Linked DNA regions of Mus musculus: region 2 is linked to region 1. The links are chromatin contacts, called in public HiChIP or PLAC-seq maps. All regions are on one chromosome and are shown on one strand. Each heading gives the region's core, a stretch centred on a gene start, on an enhancer-like site or on the middle of the called end of the contact. The rest is flanking DNA. Distances are from core to core; before and after follow the strand shown.

Region 1 (4,626 bases), core at 1,547-4,046:
AGCCGCTGTGCAGACGGATGGGGGGGGGGGAGCTTCTTCAGACTCCACTGCAATGGCTGCTTGAGGGTTTGTTGAGCTTGCCTTGAGCTGAGTGTTTACCAAGCCCTGACCTAGAGGCTGGCTCAGATGTAATCCTCCTGGCTCTCTCTCCTGGGGGATGGAGTGTGTTGGGGTGTAGCACGTCCAGGAATGACCTGGGTATCCTATATCTACTGTTCTTGGCGTGGACCTGGAAGTCTTTGGTATGGTGGGTTCAAAATTCAGCTTAAAGGGGGCTTTGGGTTGTGACTCAGTTGATAGCATTCACCTATCAGGAAACTCTGGCTTCCACATAAGTCAGGCATGGTAGTAGGCACCTATAATGGTTGGCACAGGACAACCAGAGGCTCATTCTTAGCTATATATCCAGTTTATGGTTAGTCTGGACTCCATGAGTTAAAAGAGAGGGGGGGGAAGGGAAGGGAAGGGAAGGGAAGGGAAGGGAGGGGAGGGGAGGGGAGGGGAGGGGAGGGGAGGGGAGGGGAGGGGAGGGGAGGGGAGGGAAGAAAAAGAAAAGAGAAGAAAAGAAAAGAAAGGAAAGGAAATCAGGAAAATCAGCAGTACTAGTAAGATGGCCCAAAGGGCAAGTCTGATGACCTGAGTTTAGTCCTAGCATTCATAATGCAGAAGGGGAGAACTCATGTGCTGTGTTAGCACACGAACCCCACAACACAATAAATAAGTAGATTTAAAACAAACAAACAAACAAACAAAAAACAAAACAGCACCCTCTGGCCACTGCTCAGCCCTAACACCCCAGCCCAGGCCTGAGACTCAGCCTGAAAAGCGCCCCCCCCCCGCCCGCCCCCCCCCCCCGCATGCCTTGAGTGTGGTGGCAGCAGAAAATGCTTTCTGGAAGGGCAGGCGCCCCATCAAGAGTTGGGAGATGCTAAAGGAAAAGAAGGGAGACATTTCAAGAAGAATCAGAGACAAGGCGTTGGGGTAACTCACAGGGAGGCCTCCCTGGAACAGGCATGTTCAGAGGCTGAGAATCTGGGGATATTGAAGTTTCCAGACCACAGAGATGGGCCTCCAAGAAAGAGAGGGAAAGTCAGGAGGCTTGAGCCTCAAAGCCAGATCACTAGGCCTCCCGTCCCAGGAACCTTCTCATAGAATCACAGAATGTATCCTGCTTGGATAAGGAGGGGTCTTTAATCCTGGGCTTCAGAACTTGGTCATACTGGGGATTGAATGGAGGCCCTGGTGTCTACTAGACAAATGCTCTCTCGCTGGGACACATGCCCAGCTTTGGTTTCTGCAGACAGTGTCCCCATACCCTTGAACTCAGCCTTTCTGCCTCAGCCTCCCTGAATGCTGGGACTCCACACACCTTAGCCAAAAGCAAAAGTTGGACTTAATTTGGTGGTGAACACCTTAAAATCTCAGCACTTGGGAGACAGGGGCAGGAGTATCTTTATGTGTTCAAGGCCAGCCTGGTTTACATAGTGAGTTCAAGGCCAGGGCTACATAAGGAGACAGTATGTTTTTTTAAAAATTGTGGGGCTGTAGCCATGGCTAGGGATATGGCTCAGTGGGTAGAGCACTTACATAGCACAAATTTCAAGGCTCTCTTCCCAGGGATTCCAGCATTTAGGAGGTGGAAGCAGTAGAACCTGGAGTTTAAGGTGATTCTTTGATATGTAGGGAGTTTGAGGCTAGCCTGGGCTACACAAGACCAAGTCTGGACAAAGCCAAAAACTAAACAACCAAAAAGTGTGGGGTCTTAGGACATGAAGGGACCCTGGCCAGCTTGAGTGCAGCGAGCGTGGCTCTGGCGGGCTTAGGTTTTCTCTCCCATGCCTTCTGCTTTGCTAAAAACCATTATGTGGCCACTTCCTCCTCCCGAGGCTGATTACCAAGGTTCAGCTATCAAAGTATTGAAGTCCAGCAGCAAAAAAAAAAAAAAAAGCCCCCTTTGGGGAAACATGGGGTTTTCTCTTGCATCTTTATAAACCTCCATTTGCCTATGGGCCACATCTGTGTCTTCACTATTCAGAGGCAATCCTTTATTCTACTCCAGGACAAACACCCTTTCTCTCCTCCCTCTCCCTTGCTTCCTTCCCATTACTTCTCCTAACAGGAGGTATTATGCTGAATTTCTCAGGGTGGAAACCCAGTTTGAGAGTTGGGGACCCAGGCCTTTAAGATGGCTCAGAGAGTAAGGAAGCGTGCAGTTAGATTCACATTCACAAAACTCTCTCTCTCTTTCTCTCTCTCTCTCTCTCTCTCTCTCTCTCTCTCTCTCTGTGTGTGTGTGTGTGTGTGTGTGTGTGTGTGTGTATATCTATCTGTATCTGTCTCTGTCTCTGTCTCTTTCTGTCTCTGTATCTCTTACACACACACACACACACACACACAGAGAGAGAGAGAGAGAGAGAGAGAGAGAGAGAGACGAACAAGTAAAATCTGGGAACCCTGAAAAAATTGGATTCTTGGGGCACCAAGGCCAGCCTCAGTCTTAAAGGACAAGCCGTTGGGAATCTGTCAGGAGTGAGAGTGGGGGTCCCCATACCGGATCAGTTTGGCCTCCTCAGGCTCCAAATTCCCCAGCAGCAGGCACAGCAGCAGCAGCAGTAGTGGCGACATCTCTGGGGACTAGAGCTGGGCCAAGATGTCCTGTGGCCCTTTTCTTCCCCTTGAGACTCCACCCTGTTCACGCCCCACCACCTACTGGAACACAGAAGTGACGTGTGTGTATGTGTGTGTGTGTGTGTGTGTGTGTGTGTGTGTGTGTGTGAGGTCCTTCAGTAGCAGGGCCAGAACCGGGCTGTTTAAGGTATGTGCTGAGTGTGTGTGCTGAGGTTCATTGGTTCCTGGCTTGTACCTTTGAGAGCATGGGGAGGGAGACCCGCACCCACCCCTTTCCTGCCCCTCTATGGATTTTACTTTTAACTTTCAGTTCGCTTTTCTGAGACTCATTAACCACAATTTTTTTTTCTTGAGCAAGAGGGAGGAACAGGAAAGGTCTGTGGGGGGTCTGGGAGGGGACACTCAGTTACAATAGAGGTGTGCTGTCCTTCCTATGTGGGTGGCTCTGTCAGCTTCTCAGGATACCCACTCTTTCTGCCCTTGCCTGGTTTTTTTAGGGAGAAGGGGCTCCCCTCTCTTTACACATTTTAATTAGCTAGTTCATTTGTGTGTGCATCCACATGCCACAGCAGGAATTTAAAGGACAAAGGACACTTTGCAGGGGTCAGTTCTCTCTTTTCTGCGGGTGGGTCTCAGGAGTCCAACACAGGTCAGCAGGCTTGGCAGCCAGTGCCTTCATCTGTGGAGCCATCTCCCTGGCCTTCCTTTTCTTTTGAAACAAGATCTCATGACTTTACTGAGCTCAAGCGATCCTCTTGCCTTAGGCGCTAGAACAACGGTTCTCAACCTGTGGGGTCAAGACCCCTTTGAGGGCCACATGCCAGATATCCTGCGAATCAGATATTGCATTACGATTCATAACAGTGGCAAAACTACAGTGACCAAGTAGCAACAGCATAGTTTCATGGCTGGTGGTCACCCCAACGTGAGGAACTGGACCCTGTAGGGTCGCCACACTGGAAAGGCTGAGAAGCACTACCTAGAGTTGTGGACTGAAGGCATTCAGCGGGGATGGGAGATGCCAGAAGCATTAGGTAAGTATTAAGTATTAGGACCTGAGTTCCAGCTCCCACATTCACATAAGGAGCTGGCCTGTGCCCTGTGTGGCAGTCCTGGCACTGGGGATGCAGCTAGATCTACCCCAGGGGCTTGCTGCTCAGCCAGACTAGCCAATCAACGAGCTACGGGTTTGGTGAGGGAGTCTGACTCGAAAGCACAGTGAAGAGTGATAGAGGAGACACCTGAAACAGCCCCCGGGCCTCCAGATGCACATGCACGGGAGAGCTGCCTAGCACAGTACTACACGCCTGTGATCCCAGCAACTGGGAGGCAGAGGCAAGAGGATCAAGAGCTCAAGGGCATCTTTGGCTAAGTTTGAGGTCAGCCTGGGCTACGTGAAAACTGTCTCAAAAGAAAACTGAAACTCTGCCCCCTCACCACCTGCGGCAGGCAGGAAAAAGAGCTGGCCCTGCCCCTCATCGACTGCAGCACTCCAGAGATCAGTCCCTGCACCTCCCCTGGGCAACACAATAAAGCTGGCCCTGCTGGCATGGCCAAGGGTGAGCTTGTCCCTGAGGGCCTGAGAGCAGGAGAGTTGGCTCTATCCCTTGGTGACTGTAGCATTGGGTGAGCTAGTGAGGCCAGTGCTGGAGAGCTCACCATGGTGGTGTGGGAGCAGGAGAGCTGGCAGATGACCAGCTCAGCTACCATGCAGACCCAGATCCAGGGCTTGGAGTTGGCCCACCCTAACATCCACCTCACCTGTGAACTGCTGGAGCCAAGAAGGGGCCTACCCTGCAGGTCCAAAGCTGAAGGATCTGGATATCTGAGAGGAGCCCTGGTGCGGTTTCGGTACTGATAGTGTAGCAGAAGCCAGAGGCCTCAAACAGACCAATGATCACTGCAGTGAACATTTACACGCAAACTTGCAAGTGTGAACACGCAGTAGACTGAATGACACATGTGACACACTACAGCTTCCACACTGAGATTTTTTTT
Region 2 (4,626 bases), core at 1,122-3,621, 430 kb before region 1:
TTGACACGTCCGGCTTATCCTTCCCCGGGGTGTAGGCACCACTGGCTTCTGCCCAGGCCTGAAATATCAGGGATTCCACAACAAGACGACTTAGACTCTGGCCCGAGGCCCTGACACCTCCCACCACACACCATCCACTTCTGGTTCATGACAGAGCCCCCAGGACCTCCGTTCTCATACTTTCCCACTATTTCCACACTAAAGAAAAATCGTTTTGATTTTGAGGCAGGGTTTCACACATTATAACCAAAGGTGGGCTCCAAGCTGAGACCTCACCCTCCACCCTGCCCTGCCCTGCCCACGGTGCTGACAAACTCATGTCACCATGTCCACCTTCAAGGCTTTTTTTTTTTTAAGCCATCATTCTAGTTATCTACTTGGTACCTCACCCCAGGCCACCTCACATTCTTACTACCATGCTGCTCAGGAAGCAAATAACACCTCTTGAGGGCAGTCTCAACTCTTAAGGCTTAAGGGTTCTAAAATCAAGAGCCCACTCCTAAAGATTTCCCGCCCTCTAAAACAGCTGTTCTCAACTATCCTAATGCGGTTCCTCGTGTTGCAGTGATCCCCCAGCCCCAAAATTATTTGTATTGCTATTACATAACTGTAGTTTTGTTAGAAGTCAAAATACTTATTTTTCAATGAAACGGTCATTCAACCCCCAAAGGGGTCGCGTCCCAGGGACTGAGAACCATTGCTCCAGAACGTTTCTTAAGAAACGCAACCTAGGGCTGGTGAGATGGCTCAGTGGGTAAGAGCACCCGACTGCTCTTCCAAAGGTCCAGAGTTCAAATCCCAGCAACCACATGGTGGCTCACAACCATCCGTAACAAGATCTGACTCCCTCTTCTGGTGTGTCTGAAGACAGCTACAGTGTACTTACATAAAATAATAAATAAATCTTTAAAAAAAAAAAAAAAAAAAAAAAAAAAAAGAAACGCAACCTGGCTTTCAGGATTCTGTTCCTAGAATCTGCCAATCAATTCCCGTCTGTCCCTCCAGTCCTATCCCACCCCCTGCCCTGGTCCAGCCACACCCAGAAATGCGTCTGAAATCTTTCCCCCAGCACCTGGAAGATGCCAAAGTCAGCCATCTGTGCGTCCTGCCGTAGGCCATGCTTCCACGGGATCCTGAACCTCGTTCGGCTCTCGTCCAGCCAGGCCACGCCTTCCAGCTGCCCCAGGTCCAGCTGTGACACCAGCCAGGGCAAAATCCGCGGTTTCGGGGTTTCCATGCTCTAGCCTGCGCACCACAGGACAGTTCCTGAGCCTGTCTGTCACGGGGCAAATGCACTCAAACCTCTCCGACCCGCCACAACACAGGTCTTCCTTCACCATTGTGTACAAACGGGAAACTCCTTCCCACCTTTCCAAATCCAACGGGACCGCCTCTCCTACCCCCCAGAGTCTTCTATATGAACTCTACCCATAGGTTCCTTCCCTTTTCTAAATGTAAACTCCTATTATCCAAAGCTGGCACCCTATTTCAAGAGTGGAGTCCTCTTTCCCTCGTCTTTAAAGGATCCTAACTGCTCTCACAACCGCCTCACCCTTGCAGAAAACCCTTACTCATTTCCAGAGTCTTTTCCCAGGTGCTGTCGCTTCTTCTGTTTTTTTGTTTTTTGTTCCTATATTGTTTTTACGGATGTTTGAGACAGGGTCTTAGTATGTAGCATAGGCTGTCCTTGAACTTGCTATGTAGCCAAGGCTGGTCTTCAACTCACTCTGTGGCCCTGGCTGGCCTCGAATGCACTCTGTAACCCAGGCTACCCTCAAACTTATTCAGTAGCTCAGGCTGGTCTTCAAATCGCTTAACCCATGTTGGTCTGGCGCTCATTCTGTCGTCCAGCCTGGCCTGGAGCTCACTGGCCTTGAACTTACAGCAATCTTTACTGCCTCCAGCCTGGATGCTGAGACTGCAGGCTTCCGTCTACAACGCGTGGCCATTCTGCTTTTCGGTAGCCGAGCTTCTGAGCGACAGGTTTGCCCGATCCTGCGCCCTGAGGCCGCCACCCTCCCGGCTCTTCCGCGTTACCTACCAGGGGAGGAATTGGGCGCCCGTGCGGCGCGGGTGCCAGCAGTGGTTTTGGGGCTCCCAAACAGTAGTTCTGAGACTCGCAGCCACGCAACCCCCTTCTTTGTCAGCTAAGCCTCCGAGCGCTGGGACTTCCTTTTCTAACGATATTTTGAGATATAAAAAGTTTTTCTCAACATTGACGAAATAAAGTCAAGAAATCCCGGAGCGCACTTCGGCTTAGCAGGCCTAACTCCCTCAAATGCCCTTTTTTGGCCTTCCGCCTACAGGCATGCTGGGAACGCCATATGCAAATGACCGCAAAAGAAGGCTCCACCCCTTCGACGTTGGGGCGGTTGCCGTGTCGGCCCAGTGCGCAGGCGTGGGAAAGTTGAACTTCCGAAGTAAAAGTTTGTAGAAATTGTGAGAAAGCGTGTACGCCAGTGCGACGGGGACACAACCGCGAGCCAGGTGAGCTGGGTGCCAGGGAGGGGACAGGGTTGCAGGAAAGGCCACAGCCAGTCCTGCCAAGCTGTGACTTCCAAGCACCCGGGGTCTCCCGGTGCACGCCAGAGGTAAAATTGGAACTACATCTCCCAGCAGACTGCTCGGTGAAAAGTGGGGAAATCGGACCAGCGTTTGCCGCAAAGCATACTAGGATTAGTAGTTCCCTATTCTCTACGGTCTTCGAGCCTTCTTTGGCGCTGCTAGCTGAGAGGGAACTCCAAACCCCCTTCCCGCTCCTTCCTGCAAGAGTTCAAGCACTCATTTACCTCCTTTCTTAGACTCAGTAATTCAGACCGTTTCTCCTCAACTGAATCAACTGCCCCACTGGCCCTTAAAAACCACCTTTTCCTTGGAGTTAGGCGCCCTCTTCATTCAGTGATTCAGAAGTTTGAGTTATCCCTGCACTTGGGTGCATCCTCTGTCTTCTGCCTCAGGTACCCCCATGGCCGGCTCTGAAGAGTTGGGTCTCCGAGAGGACACACTGAAGGTTCTGACGGCCTTCCTTAAGCGCGGTGAAGTCGCTGGGTCCCCTGTCCCAACTCCACCCAGGTGAGTTCCACTCCCCCAGCGTCAGCCTTTGATGGGAAGATCTTCCTGAGTCTTGTGGTCCAAACCTATCTACTCCCATCAGACCTAACTCCATGTGCCTGGGCTGAGTTTCAAGAGTGATCTTCCATGAAAGGATGAAGGGATCACTTGCCCAGACCCCTTCGGGATAACTCCGAGGTTCTTGTCCCTAGGAGTCCTGCCCAAGAGGAGACAACAGATTTCCTGAGCCGCCTCCGAAGATGCCTCCCTTGTCCCCTGGGGAGAGGAGCTCCCCCCACGGAGTCCTCTAGGCCCCACTTCCTTCCCCTCCGCCCCTGCTATGGTTCCGAGCCTGGTAAGAGATTTATTCAGGTCACTTGTGAAACTTTCAGGGCTAGGAGTTTTGGTTCCAAAAAATCCAGACAGGACCCATTATAAAGTCAACACGGTTCAGCTTCAGCACAAGCCATAACCATTTCAAGTCTTTGTCACACCTCTTTCTAGCGGGTAAGTGTAAGTGTTTGTGCTTGGATAGGAGGTACCCTGGGGCTCCAAAGCCCGGGAAGCATGCAGCTCTGAAGGGAGAAGGGGTCCCAGTGCAAGGGATGCCTGAGACTGGGGGCCCAAGAGCCACACAGCGCTGAGGTGGGACGTGTCCCGATGGAGGGGTATCCTGAGACATGGGGGCCAGGACCCTTACAGCTTTGAGAGGAAGTCTCCTCAGCAGAGGCATTGTGGCTCCCAAGGGAGTAGAGCCTCAGCACCGCTCCACTTCTTTGCTTCCTGGCTTCTTCCGATGAGAGAGTCACACCAGGCAGAAAATCTCATGAAAGAGATTTGTTGGAGAGTCCAGAGTGGAGTGAGGACACCATGGCTGGCCGCCCTCTGCTCCTGGGATCAGACAGCAGGGAATTGGACAAAGGATGGGGCTTATCTGGGACTTCTTAGAGGGTGGCTTCTCAGGGCAGAGATGTCCAGCTTGGGAAGCTTGGGGCCTGGCAGCTTTTGCCATTGCCTTTCCCCTGCAGTGGGCCGGCCCATGGGTTAGGATGAGAAGTCAGTCCTCCTTGGTTGCAGGCCGTTTTGGCTGAGGTGCCATCTCTGCGGTGCTGCTCAGGGAGGATGGAGATGCTGCTACCACTGTGGACGCCCCCTGCAGTCGTGTTTCACCAAGGCTGTATGCTGAGGGGATGTCGTGGTACCACCATTTTGACAGCTCCTGCTTGGTTCCTAGGCTAGGGCTGGAAGGAAGGGCTGGCTAGCCCTTTGATGGATTTTGGGGTGCACTGCTTAAGGGCTACAGTAAAAGGATCGTTGAGACATAATCACATTTGCTGGAGCCCTCCTGCCTCAGCCTACTTCATACTGAAATCACAGGCATGCACAATAAAGTGGAGCCCCAGCTTAGACTTCTACAGAGCAATTCCGTGGTTGACCCGGGAGAGGTGCTTTGGCACCGTCCTCGGGTGATTTATCTTTTTTCCTTTTTGGGTGCTTCTCTGGCTCTTCTTGTAGCTCCAGTACCCCAGCACAAGAGACTGGAAGTGTAGTTGTCAGTCGTAACTCCCTGGCCAG

What was found. HiChIP or PLAC-seq counts read pairs in DNA pulled down with a chosen protein or histone mark.
Region 2: an H3K27ac HiChIP or PLAC-seq map of embryonic stem cells shows a contact between it and region 1, with 5 read pairs. The contact joins the promoter of Bcl2l12 here to the promoter of Napsa in region 1. A contact is called at or near these places in 2 of 39 promoter capture datasets (pre-B cells and stem cell-derived epiblast-like cells), 1 of 115 datasets of contacts at active chromatin or transcription factors (embryonic stem cells) and 1 of 9 other capture datasets (adipose tissue).

What each region holds. Positions count from the first base shown.
Region 1 is chr7:44,570,615-44,575,240 of GRCm38.p6, reverse strand. It overlaps Napsa (napsin A aspartic peptidase), which reads right to left and starts at 2,796. Exons shown (of 9, transcript NM_008437.1): 1 at 2,552-2,796. The coding sequence starts at 2,625.
Region 2 is chr7:44,995,324-44,999,949 of GRCm38.p6, reverse strand. It overlaps Bcl2l12 (BCL2-like 12 (proline rich)), which reads left to right and starts at 2,371. Exons shown (of 7, transcript NM_029410.3): 1 at 2,371-2,487; 2 at 2,958-3,072; 3 at 3,264-3,406. The coding sequence starts at 2,966. Irf3 (interferon regulatory factor 3) reads right to left here and starts at 2,302. Exons shown (of 8, transcript NM_016849.4): 1 at 2,042-2,302; 2 at 1,073-1,245; 3 at 1-58. The coding sequence starts at 1,237.